Linked DNA regions of Zea mays: region 2 is linked to region 1. A link is a contact called in public Hi-C data. All regions are on one chromosome and are shown on one strand. The core of a region is the stretch at or near the end of the contact, and the rest is flanking DNA. Distances in the headings are between cores, read along the strand shown.

What was found. Hi-C and Micro-C count contacts between places; a contact is called where the count stands out from the background.
Region 2: a contact with region 1 is called in a Hi-C map of leaf, with 7 times the contacts expected there. The contact joins the promoter of LOC100282563 here to the promoter of LOC100281714 in region 1. A contact is called at or near these places in 3 of 25 Hi-C or Micro-C datasets (leaf and tassel).

The regions. Positions count from the first base shown.
Region 1 is chr4:228,761,754-228,767,618 of Zm-B73-REFERENCE-NAM-5.0, forward strand. It overlaps LOC100281714, which reads right to left and starts at 2,191. Exons shown (of 15, transcript NM_001154634.2): 1 at 1,956-2,191; 2 at 1,813-1,853; 3 at 1,365-1,434; 4 at 1,129-1,277; 5 at 622-717. The coding sequence starts at 2,031.
Region 2 is chr4:229,482,057-229,487,921 of Zm-B73-REFERENCE-NAM-5.0, forward strand. LOC100282563 (metabolite transport protein csbC) reads right to left here and starts at 3,052. Exons shown (of 15, transcript NM_001155471.1): 1 at 2,824-3,052; 2 at 2,484-2,570; 3 at 2,280-2,388; 4 at 2,114-2,181; 5 at 1,886-2,018; 6 at 771-870; 7 at 538-650; 8 at 354-447. The coding sequence starts at 2,565. It also overlaps the pseudogene LOC111591464.

The DNA of each region.
Region 1 (5,865 bases), core at 941-3,440:
GCTATCCAACCCCATTTACTCCCCAAGTTTGGCAACTCGATAATCACTCCCTAAACACAGTTGGCGTCAATTTCTTCACATCCGCATGTTCATTTTTTTTCTCTTCTCCGCGCAGCGGGGTAGACAAGTCTATCGCGCTTTTTTTCCCCTTTCCTGCGCAGTGAGACAGCCAGATCCAACGTGTGTGACACAAGCTTTTTATCCGCCATCGGACCACCGCCGCCCCATTGGTCGCGCCTCCAGACCGCCGCTCCACCACAGGTCACGCCAACCAGCCTTCTCCTCCGCCCTCCGATTGATAGGATTTGATGTTAGCCGTCGATAATGGATCCTCAACCCTAGGTGATGGTCACCCACCATTCGTAATTTTTGTTAAGCCATTTCAGGGTGGGTGATGATGACGAATAGCAAGCCACATCCACTAACAAGCATTTATTTGTCCATGTCAGCATACCACACATCAACTAAAAATTCCTTTATAATAGTTTATACCTTCATGCAAGTAAATATTAGTCGTCTAATTTCATTCCAAATTATTTGTGGTCCCCGCAGCAATGCACGGGTATGCTTCCAGTTGTATAACAATCTGCAAGCTAAAACAGAAAGCGCCCACATACAAACCTGGTTAGCTTTTCGACCAAGGCCCATGAGGAAGTTATCAGGCTTGATGTCTCTGTGCAGATAGCCTTTAGAATGCATAAATTCTATTCTTGTTATCTGTAATAGTAAATGAAAACCAGTTTCAACCAACTACAGCATGGGTAAAAAAGAGGTGATTTTTTAAGGTTAAATAAGGAACAGAAAGGCAGGACTATTTTGCTGTTCTGCTCATGTGCCATCTCAATGTAGCTACTGTGTAAATCACTTGAGATTGTGTGTTCCACTGTCAGCTATTTGTGTGTGATCCACTTAAATTTGAGTGTAATTCACTTGAATTTGAGTGTTCCTTACATATGGCATAATCCAGTCGATCACAAACAAGTGCTAATGGCATATGTAGCAATCGTGGGATGCACTGTAAGAGTGCTACACAAGCATCACTGAGAAATAAACATAAGTGATTGGCACCTTTCACAAATTCATCACAATAGTAAATAAAACCTAGGGAGGTTGGAGAAGAATTATTACCATCTGGTCCGCTAGCATCAAGACCGTCTTCAGTGAGAATCTCCGGCCACAATAAACAAACAGATCTTCAAGGCTTGGTCCGAGTAAATCAATAACAAGAATGTTTTCATCGCCGTCAATGCCGCACCATTTTATGTTTGCGATACCAGCTACATGGATTCAAAATAGCAACAATTCAACACAGATAATGGTATAACAATCAGCAAAGTAAGATTTGTATGTACTCAAACGCATACTCCCTCCTTGAAGAGCATTGTACAGTTTGGCCTCATATAGCAACTGTGGATGATTGGTTTTGCTGCTTTCCTGTACATAATAATAAACATAAGTTCCAAAAATAAACATGGCAAATACACATCTACAGCATATATTAATTTGCAATGTGTTGTCATATAATAACTCCATTCATTTGTAACTTCATCAAATGACTACTTATCATGTCCTAACAGATGTCATTTTACAGAGATGGTTTCGTTTTCATTTTTTTTACAAAGAGGTTGCAAGTAACCTAGAGCACAAAAACCTGAGGGGTCCAGGACGCTGAATCAACATTACACAATTTTAAGCTCCACCTCATAACCCTACTGCGCGCCGCAATAAGCATAGCAAGAAGCCGCGAAACCATAGACGAATTCCAACAAAATCAAACAAAAACGAGGGACGGCTGAGGGAACGGGGGCTCACAATCTTGACGGCGACGATCTCGTAGGTGTCGACGTGCGTCGCTGCATAGAGAGGGAGGGGACAACAACAAGCACAGCACCAAAACCTCGTCAGATCCAAACACCAAGCAAAGTGAACAACAGCTGTCGTGATCGAGGTCGAACCGAGGTAGATCTCCCCGAAGGAACCGCTTCCGATCTTGCGACCCAGCTTGTACTTGCTGCCTACGATCCGGTCCATCCCCTCCTCCACCAGCTTTTCCTACGCCTTTCAGCTCTGGCTCTATCGGCGCCGCGACGGCGAGTGGAAGGAAAGCGAGGGGACTAGGGTTTCGACTGCCGACTACTGCGACGAAATGGGTAGCAAAGAAGGAAGAGGAGAGTGGGCAAAGTGGCGGGTTGAAGGCTTCTAGAAGGTCGGAAACGGATTAGATTTTGCAGCGCAAGACGCGACGGTGAGAAAAAAAAAGTAATGTCGGAGACTCAAGCAGCTTTGCTTCCAACAGCAAACTTCAGGCAAATGGATTTAAATAAAATATATATAAGGACAAAGTATTATCTCTACTACTTATTAAGGCTCTAAGGGTAGCCCGCATGGCTGTTGTTCAATCTGGATCGTCCATCCGTGCGCACAAAAGTTCAATACATGTTTACAATATACCACTAACTGATTACAAGAGCTAATTGCTTTCTCTGTAGCAGCCACGTTTATAAGTTGCTGCCGCACTCTTTTGCTAGCCGATATGGTACCATTTATTTGTGCCGCGGTAGAGAACATGAAATTTATTTGGCTGGCTGATATGAGGCCCATCTATCAATTCAATTGTAAACGGCCCATCTAGGAAAAACCCTAGATATGCCCGCGCCCGCAGGCTCTCCGTCGGTCGCGCGGCTCTCGCGCGGCGGCTCCTCACCCGCCGTCGGTCGCTCCTCATCTCGCAGACAGTCGCGCACCTCCTCTCCTCTACCACTGTCGCCCCCTCCTCGCCGCCATTACTGCTCGCCGCGTCCTGACTCCTGTAGTGGAAATCGGGCGGAAGGAGGTGTTCGGAACATCGAGGCTGCGATCCCAGCGAGCAAGCTCGCGTGGCTTGGTGGGCACAGCCTCCTTCTCGCCGCCAGCTCTCACTCTGGGCCGGCCGGGGTGGTGGGGGACATACGTCTTTGGGATGTTCGGGCGAGCGCCACGGTGCCAGTGTGGGAGGTCAGGGAGAAGGAGGATTGCTTTGCTGATGTTGCCGCGTCTGACGCACTGTCAGCGGTGTTCAAGGTGGGTGCAGCATCCAGTGAGGTGTTCATGGCTGACCTGAGGAGGCTTGGTAACGGTGGTGGCGTTGGATTGGAGCCATGGGTGTGCATTGGCGATGGATAGAAGGCGGCTGCAGCCGCATCATCTGGAAGGAAAGAGAGGAATGGTTGTAGAATTGAGTGCTACTGCAGTTGGGTGTTTGTGGCACGAGGCGCGGACGTTGAGGTGTGGAGTCAGGTGGGATTGGCACCAGAAGCCAGTGGAAAGAAGGTGATGAGGAGGAATTGGGTTGGCAGTGAACTATCCACAAAGCCCAAGATTGTGAGCTGGGCATTTGGTGGCAGCAGGATGGCATTGGCCAGAGCTGATCAGCTGCCTGTGGAGATATGGGATAGTGCTACAGCAGCAATTGGCGCAAATCCCTGAGTAGAGGGAGGATATCGCAAAAGCAAGCCGACGCTTGTCAAATGTTCAATTGCTGCTTGTTCCTCTATGCAATGTAAATTTACTTTAGCGTGTTGTTTGTGATGTATCCCAGATAGTTAGAATCTTGAATGCAATGCCTGGAAGGTATGGAATGATTTTACTGGGGTTGAATATATTCTGTGTTTTCTGATCATGCAATCTACTGAATTTTGTTATCACCCTAGGAAAAAGGGTAATACAGTATCTTTTTAAGCAATTGTGGAAAAAGGTCTTTGCCAGGGTAAACTTTGTTTAACTGAGTTATTCTTTTTGGGTATTGAAAATCTAACTTCCTCAATAAGAATTTGCATAATTGTCTTACATCAGTTATAGATTTGGTGCTTCTAGAAGCTCAACACAATTCCATAGAAGCTCACCACAATTCCAGCATGATATGGGAATCTGTTACAACATGCTTTGCAATAGTTCATGTGTGCTCTCAGGTCTGCAAGATTTTATGGTACTCCCTCCGTCCCATAGTACTATTTGTTTTAGCTCTTATTTTTTATGTTTATATTCAAATGAATGATGATAAATATATACATATATATAAAACATATACATCAAGTATTGTATGAATCTATTAACATCCCAAAATAAATTTTTATTTGGGACAGAGGGAGTACCATTTAGATATGAGGATTGCCTAGAGATTCGTCACTCGTTTGCTCAGAAGTTGGAAATAAATGATGACTACTTAAAGCAAACAAATACTGTGGATGGAACACAAGGTTTGATGAACATTTGGGCGTTTGAATCATTCCTGTTCTGCTGGTCGCCTCACATTTAAATTATCGAGTACCCTGCAACTAAACCATCGAGTTCCACTGAAGTGCAAATTAGTCTTGACAAGCACCTAACTGTTGCAGGGGCGCAGGGGCAGATGTTTCTTGTAGGTAATATATGTGCTGAAATTGGGTATATAGCCCGGTGGTTAAGGGCTTGAGGCTCCAAGGGAGGAGCCGGCCGGCTGCGGTTTGAACCTCGTTTGGCACCAGGCCTAGCCGTGCCAGGGTGGTGTTGTTCATGTGTCATGAAATTGGACGGTTTTTATAGCGAATACCTTTGGCATTTGTACATTTCCTTTGTGCTTTCTGATTGAATCCCTGCACCCGAAAGCTCGCACAGTTTGAAGGTCATTCTGACCATGAAGTTGTCAACCAGCTGCTCTCGGCGTGAAGATGAAAACTCGGGCTGGTTAGTTTGTTGTATTGTATGGGTCATGCACACTCACCAGGCCACAGGAACTTAGGCTCCACCCTCTGTCAGTGCAGGTTTGGCGACAAAGAGAGGATGACGTCCATGGCACCATGCTACTGGATACAAGAATTGTTTAGCTTCAACAACAACATGCGTGTACGTTAAAACATGGAGCGTCTCCACGGAATGGGCGAGCGAACGCACGGAGCCGCATCCTATATATATAGGACGAGTTCTGCTCTTTTCTTATCTTTGAGGCAGGGAGGGCAGCAGAGCAGCGTCGATGGCCATGGATGGAGCTGTGTCTGATCTCCATCTAATCGCCTTCTTTGCCTTCCTTCTCAGTACACATGGTATATATACAATATGCAATGCTCACACATAACATAGACTTCCTTTTTACTTCTGAATTTGTACATGCATATATTTAAGATAATTAGGTAGGTGCCCGTGCGATGCCACAGAACATAAATCTCGATTTGTATATCAGTTATGCTTCCTGTGGAGCAAGGAAGCGAACGCAAGCCAGCCTTTTTGTATTAGTGCATTTTGTTCGGTTCTTACTTGATCATCCTGTGTTCTTGTGTGTGCCATGGCCGAGTGGCAAGCTCAACACTGGTATTGTTGTCTTGTCTCAAATGAAGTCCGGTTCCACAAGTTAACCGGAAATCTTCGTGGGTGATAGCTGTGTCAGATTCTTCCGCGCATAGGGCAAGTAATGCAAGTGATAGCTGTGTCAGTTTACCCCTATTTTCTTAGGCATCACTTTTCTCAAATGAAGTCCATTGGAGGTTCGCAATTTATGTTCCGTGGCATCGCACGGACACCTACCTAGTTGATTTAAAAGAAAACAAAACCAATAACTATTCTTTATAAATACCTGTGGCATCGATCAATGTTTTCCTAGCCCAGATCTGCGGCAGGCTCTGGACGTCCAAATCGGATGTTGTCCGTGTTGACAGCATGGACTATTCGCATGGGTAGAATCAGTTAAAGTTTTAGATTTTAGTAAAATTTATTAGTAAAATCTGTAGAATTAATTCGGGAGCTAACTTGTAATGGTTATAGACCTCCTTCATTTATATAGAACCTTCACAATCGATTTAATCAACTATATTTATCGTTTTCCTTATGTATTAGGAGTAGCTCTAGTTTAGCACT
Region 2 (5,865 bases), core at 1,802-4,301, 720 kb after region 1:
GTGACCCAACATTAGTGTGAAGTTTCGGCACTGCATACACTTAGTTACTTTGTCAGACAATATATTGCACCATAGTCCTTATGAAGTATGCATGCAGTACTAAAATACTGAAGCAACACGAGGAATGAGGTTCATGGCAAAAAAAATGTGAGGAATGAGGTTCCTAGACCCATGGCATTCATGTAAAAAAAGGCATATCGAGTGCTGGAGGCTCCCACATGAGTGGGGTGTAGGGAAGGGATAAACCGAGACAAGCATTCCCCCGCAAATGCAGAGAGATTGCATGTTTGACTTGATAAATCAGAAACATAGCATAAAAAGCAAGCAATGTTCATTGTTCAAAGCAGAAGTACCTTATAAAGCCACTGAGGGCTCTCAGCACAAAACTCCATACCGAGAGCTTGTAAAGTTGCTGGGATAACGGCAACCCAGAAACACACTCTCCACCTGCCAACGGCAATAAAAACATTGGTACAGATAAATTTCACAAATATTAACTTCAAGAGGCATGTAAAGGACTAAAAGAGAGCTTCTCACCATCTATCAATATCTTTGACAGGTGTACCAATGAGTAGTGATACTATAATTCCAAGGCAGGTTGCAATCTGAACAAAGCTACCATATGTACCCCTCACTGTAGAAGGAGAAACCTGCATTCCATCAGACGTAGACATAGACAGAGACCAACTGATGAAAACTTTATCCGAGTAGAAAGTAAACCATATGAGAACATTATCGATAGTCATTTGTGGAAAACAGGATCTACATACCTCCGTTATATAAAGTGAAGCTACTGGTGGACCCAATCCCATCCCTGTTCCTACCAAAAATCTTCCAAGGAGCATACCCTCCAAACTATTGGAGAGAGCACTGCAATTGTATGATATTGTTTTAGTTACTTCTCATCATTAGCAATATTCTTATTCTAGGGCTTCTGTGAGTGGCCAAAGAGCTTTCACAGTGCCCACAACCACATGACAATGTAACAGGTAAACTAAGTTTAACCCATATTTGGAACAACTGCACGATTCTTACAGGACCATCACATTATGATCATTAAACATTCCTGCACAGTTTGCTTCGCAAGAGAGTTCGAATTTTAACCGACTGCTGCTGTTTTACATAACAGCATTGTTCGGTTACTTTTTGTTAATAAGAAAAAATGTATTGTTTCTTTGGCTGGACGAGGAGCTTCCTGTGCCCACATGATACCATGACAAGTAGACTCCACGTACCTCATATGAAGTAGCCTAACACAGCTGTCAGGACTATCATATTCATGGTTCATCTCCTAAGTCTTAATAAAGTTAAATTGCAAAACATAATGATTAATTCATGGATGACTCAAGCCGTGTGCTGGTAAAAACATATGTAGATACTTTACCCACAATTCAACTTTTCAATTCTACAGAAGCACCAATAGACCAGCAACCAGTCAGGAGAACACCACTTGTTCCAGTCAAAAAAGTCAATGTTTCAGCAATTCCACAGGCTATTAGACCATAAAAATAATTTTTCATCTCATAAGTCCAACCAAAGCATAATCCAAATTTTTAAGCCGTTGGAGCTCTCATTTGTTGCACCACGTTCCAGGAGAAACAGGAAAGGTAAGAGTTCTTGAACCCATATTGAACTATTCAGCAATTGAAACAGCATGACTAACACCAGTCCAAGAGACCAATTCACCAGCAAGCCAATCACCAGGTGGTATACCCCAAGGTCCATGGAGTAGTACATAATTGTTTGACAAAAAAATTAAACAACTTCTGCTGACCCAACCAAAGAATAATGAATGTTAGCAAGTGGCAATTAAATAAAACAGTAAACCAACCAGTGACAGAATCTAGTGAAAGCGAAAGACAAATCAAGTAACACATAATGTCACCTTATGGCAGCACCAATAATCATAGGCAGCGCACTGAGCTGGAACGCACGGCGTCGCCCAATACCATCTGCGATGGAGCCGCTGAAGAGGCACCCAACAAAAGCTCCTCCCAAACAGATACTCACCACGAGCCCTGCACCCAACAGAAGCCCAAGCACAACATGAGCCTAATAATAAGTAAATAAACTGACCAAAACCACCACAATTAGCAGAAGAAGTGCACCGTACCTTCAGCAAGAGTGTTGCCGGCGAAGCCAAGGTCAGCGGAGATGACCTCCAAGGGCTCGTTCACCACCCTGCGTCATCACCATCAAGGCACCAAATGAGCACGACTTTCAGATGAGGGCAATAGAGCAATCAAAAGTGCTGAAAACGTGGGCGGAAGGCCACGCACCCGGAGTGGTATCCAAAGAGGAACGAGGTGAGCGTGGCGACACAGACATGCGGCAACGACATGCGCCACGACGGCCCCGCGCCGCTGCCGCCGCCGTCCGTCATTCTCACTGCAGACATGGAAATGGGAAAATGAAATGAGATTCAAATCTCACCATAAATTAACCGGTGGTAAGAGGAACCGGGGGAAACATGCGGCACGAACTTGGCGTCTCGACGTCGGGTTCCATGGCGGTTTCCCTGGACGGCACGCGCTTGTAGACGGAGGAGTTAAGCTTCCACCGCATCGCCGCTGATTCCACAGAGACCAATAAGCGATTAAGCGATTCGGCCGCAGAACCAGTGCACCATGGGGAAGGGATTGGAGGGTTCGGGAATGAGGACCCAGCTCGGGGGGTGAGAGATCTGGGCCGGTCCCAGGGGAGGAAGGTGAGCGACGTGGGAAGGAGGAGCCGAGGAGGGGGCGGGCGGGCGGGCGGGACGGTGTATTAATAGCGGCGGTTAAGTAAATTAATCGGGAGTGGGACTGTGGGAGGCTTGTTTACCTGGCCACCGCGTGCGCCTGCATCAGATCGCGCGGGGGAGGCGACGTGTCCGCCGTGCGTGCTAGTGTAAGTGAGGGCGGAGGCGGCGCCGGATCTGGGGAGGACGGAGGGGGGGTTGCTTCGGCGTTGGCCCGGGTGGGTTTGGTGACGGAGCACGTAGACCGAGTGGAGGTGGTGGAGCGGTGGAGGCCTGCCTGCCGAGCTGCTTGCGGTCGCGGAGATCGCGGGTGGGAGGTGGGGGAAGGCCGGAAGGGAAGCTTAAGGACGCCGTGCCGTGATGAGGTCGTGCTGCCAGGCCAACACGGGGGTGACACGCAGCAAGCCACCTTTGCTTTTGGAAGATACTACACTGCTGTCGTCTGTCGGTTCCTGCGGCAGGAGGAGCGCACGGTGGAGGGAAAGGCATTTGCGTGCTAGCCCTTGACATTATTGAATTTACAAGAGGCAGAAAAAAAGCTTACACCAATTGTTTCCAAACTTATTCTGTTGTTCAATAATCAATATCAATAATCATCAATAATCAATATAATCTATCACTTTAAATTTTGCAAAATTCAACCAACCAAATCACTCGCACACTCATAACCACCACTAAATCCACCAAACAAATTACATCTAGAATTAACACACATCAAAATGAATGGTTCATATCGCTAGATAACTTTATCTCATCTGCTCATTTAAATCCAATGAACAATAATATTTATATCACCTCTCATCACTCTCTCTGCGACCCGCTATCCTAGCCTCCTCTGTCTCATCTCACTCATGTCACCGCTGCTGTCGAACCATCCCTCACTGGAATCATAGTGTTAACACGTAATACATGCTAGTGTAAAATAACATCCGAGTCTTTGAACTCTTGAAATGTATTTTTCTAGGTTCCTTAAACTCATGTTGATATGGTATAAGATAAGACCCTCTTAGGACTATACTCATGTATACACGAAGATATACGGGAGGATATTTTACATGACATATAATATAACAGCACTATCGAAATTAGGGACGAGAGAAGAGGATTAGCTATATTCAAGAGCGACCCACGTGAATAAATGATGTATTGTACGGTGTAGCTTATACATAAAAAATCATTTTGTGACGGGTACATAAGAAGCATATATTAGCTCGAGGATTAGGACTATCATAAATCATAATCTCATCCAGATATAACAAGACCACAACCGCCATAAGGTCGATCTTAACATGCAACTAATTGCAGCCTTGTGGAATTAAAATAGGTTAAAACATAAATGTTCTTGGACGACTAAAAAACATTTATAGGCACATCATTCGTTGATGGCTAAAGTCTCTAGTAGTATATAAAGCATCAGTTTTTATGGTCGCTGTGCTTCCCATAATTAAATAGTAAAAGTTAAAATTATATATAAATTAAGATTCGAATCATAGTTGTTCATTCTAAACCCACATTCACATCGATCTCAACAGAACACACATGTCTCTATATTTGATATTCTATATTTATAAATGCATATGTAGCAATGTACGTGCACTTTGCTAGTATGCCACAAAATGCTGGTTTCTACTGTGGACGACACCGACCGACAACGTGGGTGAACTCGCGAACCGACCTGGCTTCAACGTCGGTTGGTTCAATCGGGCGAGATGGCCAGTCTAATTTATATCGATCGTTTTGAAGCTAAATCAGTCGGTACCGTCTAATGCGTTAGAGAATCAGTCGGTATCGATCTGAACCGGTTTATACTGACGACAGATTATTGCCACGTGTCGTCTTTTGATTGGTTTGCGTCGTTCTAACTGTTTGTTTTAAACGTCTATTTTTAAAGTCTTAGAATCCATCCTATAAATAGAGGTATGGATAAAAACAACGGGATCGGTCGAGATAACCCCTCTCGTTTTTATTTTCGCATTTTATTTCAGAAACGAGACCTTTGGGTAACGAAAATGAACCAAAACGGATAGAACAAATTGATAACGGATCGGAATCGGGCGTAAAAAGCGAAAACATCGTCGCACAGAGTATAAAAATAAAGTAGTATTGTGATTAATTGAAACTTCTCATCTAGGCATATTGAAACAACATATTGTAATATATATGGCTACCAAAAAATAATCATTTACTAGTTGAGTGCCCGTGCGTTGCAACGACACACAAACATATTTAATATCCATAAAATAAAAATAAAAATTAATATCAGAGTGAACATATAGTTCACATATCAGATATTAAACTAATAAGCACAAATATTACACCTTAGCTAAAAGGCCGAGAAATATTGCTCTCAAAAGCTTTTCAATATGATGTCGTGTTAGTACAACATCCTCAGTGTTACAGCAGCACTACATTGCCCGACGGTAGCAAATAGGGTAGCCTGAATAGCTGGCTCAAAGATTTCCTTGTAGAGCCTCTGAGATCGTATTGAAAAGCGCTTTTGCAGTCAGTACAGAGGAAGGTACCAACATAATCTGAGAAAGATAACTCATTATTAAGACATGTAGTACAAATGACACATACACTAATCTGAACTAATTGGATAGACAACAGAACTTCCTTACTTGCATCATATTTCCTCCAAGCATGTCAATGTTATCAAAGTCAATGACTGGACCAAAGCAACACATAAGTGGTTAGCAAGTGAGTTGATTTTTTTCAACAAAAGGTTAACATTTTAACACATGTACCTACAACTATGACAGGACTTGATGTCAGCTTATCAATTAAAGGAAGATTAGGGAACTGTAAATGTAATTCACAGGGATTGTCCAAATGCTTACTTGAGAGGAAGTGATCACATCTATGCCCATTCTAGTTGCAAGTCTGTACAAATGCTCTTCAAGATCAACGTTTGTAGCACTGCAATCAAGTAAGAATTTAGGACCCACAATAATCGATAAGGATATCCGCAACCGTTACCCCTAAATTTTTTCCCCTATATCACTTTTCCCCCTATTCCCCCCCCCTATTTTTTCATCTCCCGCAGCGGTTCCCCCTAAATACTCCCCCTATACCCCACTACCACTATAAAATATTATTTTCTATACCAACTATCAATTTTTTAT